2 separate regions of the Hordeum vulgare genome follow, and region 1 is linked to region 2. A link is a contact called in public Hi-C data. All regions are on one chromosome and are shown on one strand. Each heading gives the region's core, a stretch centred on a gene start, on an enhancer-like site or on the middle of the called end of the contact. The rest is flanking DNA. Distances are from core to core; before and after follow the strand shown.

The links. A called contact is a pair of places that touch in the nucleus more often than the background predicts.
Region 1: a Hi-C map of seedling shows a contact between it and region 2, with 2.2 times the contacts expected there. The contact joins the promoter of LOC123444620 here to the promoter of LOC123444616 in region 2. A contact is called at or near these places in 1 of 6 Hi-C or Micro-C datasets (seedling) and 1 of 1 datasets of contacts at active chromatin or transcription factors (embryo).

The regions. Positions count from the first base shown.
Region 1 is chr3H:517,241,433-517,245,204 of MorexV3_pseudomolecules_assembly, forward strand. It overlaps LOC123444620, which reads right to left and starts at 1,605. Exons shown (of 1, transcript XM_045121400.1): 1 at 167-1,605. The coding sequence starts at 1,366. The coding sequence ends at 383.
Region 2 is chr3H:517,000,446-517,004,261 of MorexV3_pseudomolecules_assembly, forward strand. LOC123444616 reads left to right here and starts at 1,340. Exons shown (of 4, transcript XM_045121397.1): 1 at 1,340-2,104; 2 at 2,204-2,287; 3 at 2,389-2,524; 4 at 3,465-3,816. The coding sequence starts at 1,431. The coding sequence ends at 3,728.

The DNA.
Region 1 (3,772 bases), core at 355-2,854, 240 kb after region 2:
GACAGGGAAAGAATAAGAGCATCAACAATCATGGACTCCTTAAACTGGTAAAGAGAATAGTAAATCGATCTCGCAATGCTAACCTCCACTGTTATCGCTAAATCACAAGCCATGAGCCAAGAATGATACGAAGCAAGTAGTACTAACACAGTAAAGAAGAAGAGGATTTTGCAGCAGAATGAGAACTTTCTTTATGCATCTCTGTTTGATACCACAGATCAGTCCATACAGCGCATTATTAATCACAGATTACAACAGACAAGCACAACAAACTAGAAACAAGAAAACTAAACAAATCCTAGCAACGCCATGCTCTTGTTTAGAGCAGGATCCAACAGCACAGCTAGTAGTAAGGAGCAGGCAAGTGAGCAGCTTACGAGTCTCACAGGTTCTCCATCTGGATATTGCTCTTGAGCGGCACGTACTCGCCAAGGTAGCCCCCGAGGTGCTCGTAGAGCGCGGTCCTGTCGATCTGCTGGTTGTGGTAGGCCTTGCAGGCGTAGTAGAAGACGCTCTGGACGAGCAGTCCCAGCAGATTGACGCAGACGAGGACAGAGACCAGCAGAGCGCCGATAAGTATTCTCCCGGCCAAGCTCATGTCGAGGCTCCCCTCCTCGCCTTGCCCCTTGACGACAGCTGAACGGAAGAGCGCCGTGATGAGGCCGCAGACGGCGAAGTAGGAGAAAACGAGGACGGAGGCCGTGCGGGTGCGGCCCTGAAGGAGCTGCCTGCTCTTGGACATGGCGGCGAGGCCGCATACCGGCTCGAGCACGGAGATGACGCTGGCGAGGTGCCAGAGCGCGGAGATGTAGACGTGGATGGCGAGGAAGAGGAATGCGACGGCGAGGAGGGCGAGGAGCAAGGAGAGCGGAGGCGGGGTGGAGGCGGTGACGGGCGGGCCGATGAGGACGATGAGGAGGACGACGGTGAGGACGAAGCCGACGTGGTAGGCGAGCATGAGGAGCGAGACCCAGAGGAAGGTGCGGAGGAGGCGGGGCAGGATGGGCGGCAGCGCGGAGAGGGATGAGGAGATGGAGGCCGGCTTGGCGGCGTAGAGGGAGGCGACGGTGAAGACGGCGGCGGCGGTGGAGAGGAGCGAGAAGGTGAAGAGGAAGATGAGGTAGAGGAACTGGTAGGCGAAGAGGGCGACCCACTGGGCGGAGGTGGCGGTGTAGTCGGAGGTCCGGATGCGGCGGAGGATGGGGTGGGTGAAGAGGGAGTGCGCGAGCACGGCGAAGGAGAGCGGGAAGACGAGGCAGGCCGTGAGCAGCGCGAAGGTGCGCGGCGCGGCGCGCGGGATCGCGGCGGAGGCCCGCACCAGGTCCCCCGCGCCCAGCGCCGCGAGATCGCGCGTCGCCAGCTCCATGGTGGTGGGGAGGGAGGGGGGATCCGGCGATCGATTTGATTTGGACTCGCCGGAGCTGCGGCGCGGCGTGGTTGGGTGTGGTGAGGATGGCGCGGTCGGTGGGGGGCGTGGGGCTCAGTCGAATCGAGGGAAGGGATGGGCGCCGTGTCGAGAGTGGTCTTGGGTGTGCGCGTGGCGCCACCGCCAGGCGACGAGGGCAGGCGGTGCTGGATGGATGAGGATCCGCGACCGCGAGGCGCACGGGGGGCGGCATGGCTGGGGCGGGGGCTCATGTGGTAAATCGCCCGCGCTGCGCGACGGACCGCGTGTGACTTCGACGCCAAGTATCCGCCAAACGGGAGCCACGAGGGGGCGCTCTAGCGATTTTTCTATGACCCTTACCTGGGGGAAAATGGCGAAATAAATTAAGGGGAAATATTGCTCTAAATAGGCCAAAATCAATCGTAATTTTTTTTTAGACATTTAGCACCGAGGTGCCCTACGTTGCCAAGCCAGTGCCAAATAAAAAGTTTTGGACATCGATGCATCTACTCGTTCCAATGCCAAATTCATTGAGCAAATAAATTGGCATGCGAAGCAGCTCCGAGATGTTGGTTGTTGGGTAATTTGGATTGGTATATTACTAGTTTATATATATGTGGGCCCTATCTAAAGTCAATGCCAAATCTTTCATGTTGTGTGGCCTTAGCTAAAAAGAATCGATGTCAAAACTGTGTATGCATGGCTGCTTTTTCAGAAATGTGGCACCGAGCACGTAGTGAAGAGCCTAAGGCCTATATTTAAAGAAAGGACCTTTTCACAAGCTTTAGTGCGAAGCCGGCCCGAACGTCTGAGCTCCGCGAGTGAGTGTCCCCCTATTCCTACCCTAAAAGGGGGGAACACATCCCTTGACATCTCTCCCAAATCGCTATACTTTCATGAGTTCCATCTCCCTCAATAGTTCACCCTCTCATAATCATATCCCGGTTCAGCGTGGTCGGCCCTCACTGCCACGCCTGGCTACCCCCCGGTCGCCGACCCGCGAGTCTCTCAGTCCGCAGATCGAGCCATCCTAGCTTCTTCCTTGTTGGATATCGTTCCTTCAGTGCAACTCCCTCACTGCCAGCCAGGAGGAGCGAGCTCACCGGAAATAGAGGCCCACCCAATGCGACGACGACATTGGCGCATGAGCCCCATCGCTCGAGCCAGGAACAACATACTGAATTGGGATGGTTCAAGTAGGCCAATGGTCTCCCAATTGGGCTGCCAACCGATGGCGGCGTTGGAAGAAGTTGTGCTCGATGTCGAACGAACGGGATTCGCCAGGTGAATCAGGATTATGTCGGGAAGCTGAATTTAGAGAGCTGGAGGTGTTGGAAAATGTTGAATAGACCCTAAGTATAGACCGCCCTCTATCCCTTAGTTCTTGGAGTAAATGACATTCAATGTCATGCCATCGATAGATGATGTCGCACTCGCCATTTCGATCACCATGAGGACATCCCGACACTCATCACCACCCATGATGTCTGCTTTCCGCCCTCTATCCCTTAATTTTGAGAGTTGGTGGTGACAGCGGTGAACTTGTTGGTGTACATTGTCGTCACGATGGTTGCCGAGGCAGTGCTCCAGTGCCACTAGAAGAGAGGGGGAGAGAGCCCCCCTCCTCCTTCTTCCTTGGTCTCCCCTCTAGATGGGTGGAGGGTTTCTCCTCTGGTCCATGGCTGACATGGCTCCCGGAGAGCAAGACCCCCTGCAAGATTGGATCTCTCTCTGCTTCTCTCATGTTTCCGTGACAATTTCTTGACACCTTCGTCGATTCTTAAATATCTGGAGATCTGTAACTCCTATTAGGTTAAAATTTTGAGGGGATTTTTATCGGGAAATTATGTTTCTTGTGGCGAAAGAAGGGATCCAACCGATATAGGGGTGGCCCCAAGCCATCAGGGCACGACTACCCCCTAGTCGCACCCTGTTGGCTTAGGAGCACCTCGAGTGTCGTGTTGTATTGATTCTTCTTTCCAAAATTCACATACATTACAAAAAAATCTTCGTAAATATTTATCGCATTTGGACTTTGTTTGACATGGATTTTCCGCGAAACAAAAAACATGAACTAACATTGGGCACTAGATCAGTAAATTAGTCCCAAAAATATTTATTAAATGTTGTCAAAAGTATATGAAAATTATAGATTATTGGCATGAAACAATAAAAAATTATAGATATGAGGGAGCTATATCAGCATCCCCAAGCTTAATTCTTGCTCGTCCTCGAGTAGGTAAATGATAAAAATATATTTTTAATGTGGAATGCTATCTAACATAATCTTGAAGAAATGTCTAATCATGGCATGAATATTAAGATACAAGTGATTCAAGGCAATAGTCTATGATTTGACAAAAAGACATCCATACTCAGGTTACT
Region 2 (3,816 bases), core at 90-2,589:
TTTCTTGAAGGCTCGAGTCGCACAACGAGCTGAATTCCAGTCTCGCACTCGACTAGCTTCTCGTAGCCGAGTATGCGAGGGAATCGAAAACCGTGTCAATAGTAGACTCTTTGCATCCTCGATAGTCGGTCCGTCGCATGGCTGACTATCGAGCAGGAGATGGGCGTGAGGCGTCGCCACGTCGTCGGAAGGCCCCTCCTTGGTGGCATGATGACCTTTCTCCGTAGCGTCGAGTGGACCCCCCCCACCCCCCACACACACACACTCTCACGACGTCTCACCGCGAAGACAGAGATGCTCTGCGTGATCGCAACGATCACTCGTCACGTAGACAGATGACTACGCCTTATCGATGAGATGATTCCCCATGTCATCAAGATGATTATCCTCAGACGCCATGTTGACTCGCCTCGCAGTCGGGATGAATTACCCAACAAAGGGATGACCAGCCATGCAGACGAGAAGATCACCCCCGTAGGCGTGTTGACTCGCCTCAATGTCATGGGGATTCACCCAGGAGACGGGTGAATTCGGTACGATGATTTTTACGACAAAATATAAAGTGATAATTTTTTATTATGACACCGCTATTATGGGTTTTTTTTTTGTTTTGTTTTTTTTTTTTTTTTGCATTTCCTTCTCGAAAAAGGCATCTCCCACTTGGATAGTCACAAAGCTCGTCTTCTTCATTGTATGGAAAAAGATATGGGGAGGCTCAATATTTCCGGTGTGCTCTTGCCAAGCATTATGAACAGAGTTCGTTGAAACCTGCAAGCACGACTAAAGTAGGTTATGTGCAGTCTATGAACTATTCTCAGAAAAATTGCAATAAGCCGGAAGACAAGTTGAGCAACCCAATTGACCAATCTCAACCGATCCTTACCGACGCCTCTTAGACTATCCACTATGCGAAGCATGTTACTAGTCTAATTTAATAGCTTGACAATGAATAATAACATAGAGATGATAACAATAAGCCTTTTATATATTAGCTTGTAGACTCATCTTGTTTTGATATATGTGATGTTACTTATAATCCGAATAATTATTATGTTACTTAATTTGTTTTTTATTAATTAATCGTTACATCAGTTTTTTTAATTAGCTGACATCTATGTTATAACATATGTTAAGGAAGTCTTACCACCGTACAAGCCGTTGGATCCACTGTGAAAAAGAATATCAAGAGCAAGCCAACCGTCACTGCAGGAGCTTCCCTCACCTGTGACCTGTCCCCACCCTTCGCTCGCCACCTCACATCCTCTCCGCCCCCACCACCTTCGTCTACCTTTCGTCATCCGCGCCCAGCTCCCCGCTTATATATACCACCTCGCTCGCCGCAGCACAATCCACCGCAGTCCTCATATCTCACAGCTACAGCTCAAAGCGCCCTCAACCACGCCTCTAACCCAGACAGCCTCCCAGGCAAAATGTGTAACTCCAACGTCAAGTCGTCCGGCGTCGCTCAGATCGACGGCCGCCCGGTCCTGCAGCCGGCCGGCAACCGCGTCGCGGCGCCGGAAGGTGCCAAGCCGCTCAAGAAGTCCCTCCAGAAGTCGCTCTCGATGCCTGCTTCGTATGACAATGCCGCCGCCGCCGCCACCTGCACGGCAGCGCCCAAGAGCACCGGCGCCAGCGACTTGGCCCGCGCGGCGGCCGCGACGCCTTGCCTCCTGCCGCCGACCCCGGCGAAGGCAGCGGGAGCCAAGTTGGCGGGCGCCAGGGCGGCGGCGGCCATGGGCGCGGAAAAGAACCGGAAGCAGGCGGCCAAGAAGAGCGGCGCCGTGCTGCCGGTGGTGACGTTCGCGGCGCTGGAGGCGTTCGAGCTCGCCGGCCCCGCCGGGAGCATCGCGGCGGCGCAGCGGGAGCACGTCACGCAGGCGCAGGCGCAGCGCAAGATGCGGATCGCGCACTACGGCCGCACCGCGTCCTTCTCCCGCGTCGAGGGCAAGGTCGGGGCCACCGCCACCGCCACCGCCACCGCCACCGCCACCGCCACCGCCGCAATGGAGGAGAAGCGGTGCAGCTTCATCACGGCCTACTCGGACCCCGTGTATGTCGTCTACCACGACGAGGAGTGGGGACTGCCCGTGCACGAGGACGAGTGAGTAGCCGCCATTTCCGCCCAACGACAGCCGACCGATCTTGGTGGCGATGGTTTCTGACGTTTTCTTCCCCGTGGAACCGGACTGGTGATGGACAGGTTGCTGTTCGAGATGCTGACGCTGTCCGGCGTGCAGGTCGGGGCCGACTGGGCTTCGATCCTCAGGAGGAGGCACATCTACAGGTTCGGAACAGAGCGATCGCCAGCCCATGCCGCGCTTTGCAGTTGCAGTGCATTCGCCGCGACGTTTGTGCTGATTTCGTACTGCCTTGGTCACAAAATAGGGAGGCATTCTCCGGTTTCGACGTGGACGCGGTCGCCAAGTACACCGAGAAGCAGATGGCGTCGTTGAGCGCCGGGTATGGGCTGGATTTGGGCACCATCAGAGGCGCCGTCAACAACGCCTGCCGCATTCTCGAGGTACCCTCAACATATATCATCTGCAATTCTTATTAAACCTCTCACTGAATCCCTGACATAGTTACTGCACATCTAAATAACTGAATCAAACATAAATAATTAGTTACACGAATTTTTACATAAAATCAATGACATGAGACTAGATGTGTAATACTTATGTGACACCTAAATATGATCTAGCAAAACCATTTAAAAATACATATTTACTACCATGCAGTGGACAAAAAAAAACTCCTACGTAGCTAACAGCACCTATGGTCAGTTTACATATTTGTCATACTATCTTAGATTTTCTTGTTGTGAGTTAGTGCTCCCGGTTGATAGTAGAGTTGACAAGACAGTATCACCGTCCTATAAGTAACTACCAACGAAAACCTCATCAACACGAAAAGAAGGGCAATGAAATGAAGATGGGTTTAAGTGAAAGAGAAGCTGAACAGAATCCCTGACAGCTTACGCTCTAGTGGTGGACAGCTCGTGTATCAGCAGCAGCAAGACACTATTACTCAAAAAAAAAAGAAGAAGCAGGAAGACACTATACTTTGCAGGAGCAAAGCAAGTGCGTCATAAAGCTCGATGCAACCAAAAAGAAGGATACACCATTTGATTTGATAGCTGGAAAAGACGCTCATGCAACAGTCCACAAAATATTCTCCTGCCTGCGTGGTGCTGAAAAGTGTAGTCTTCCACACGACGTAACCGCTCAGAATTATGTTAGGCGCCTAACCACCAATCAACCACGGCCTTCACTAATTAAGCACGCATGTAGGTAGATGACGTCTCCTATTTTTGTCAGAAGCACACCGACCACTGATGAGTACTTTAACCTGTGTAGTATATCAGTTGTATATAACTACAACATTCTACGTATGTACAACTTGTTCCTCATTAGATTAGAAGAAGAATGAAGAAGAAAATCTAACGAGGTTTTGGGGTGCAGGTGAGGAGGGACTTCGGGTCGTTCGGGAAGTACGTGTGGGGGTTCGTGAACCACAAGCCGCTGTCGCCGGGGTACAAATACAGCCGGAAGATCCCGGTGAAGACGTCCAAGTCGGAGTCCATCAGCAAGGACATGGTCCGGCGAGGCTTCCGGTTCGTCGGCCCAACCGTGCTCCACTCCTTCATGCAGGCCGTCGGGCTCACCAACGACCACCTCGTCTCCTGCCCTCGCCACCGCGTCTGCTCCTCCTCCGCCTCCGCCTAATCCATCCATCCATCCATCTGACGGCCGGCCACAAAAAGAGAAAAAAGAAGATGTCCAAGAGACAGACGATACGTACGAGATAGCCTCA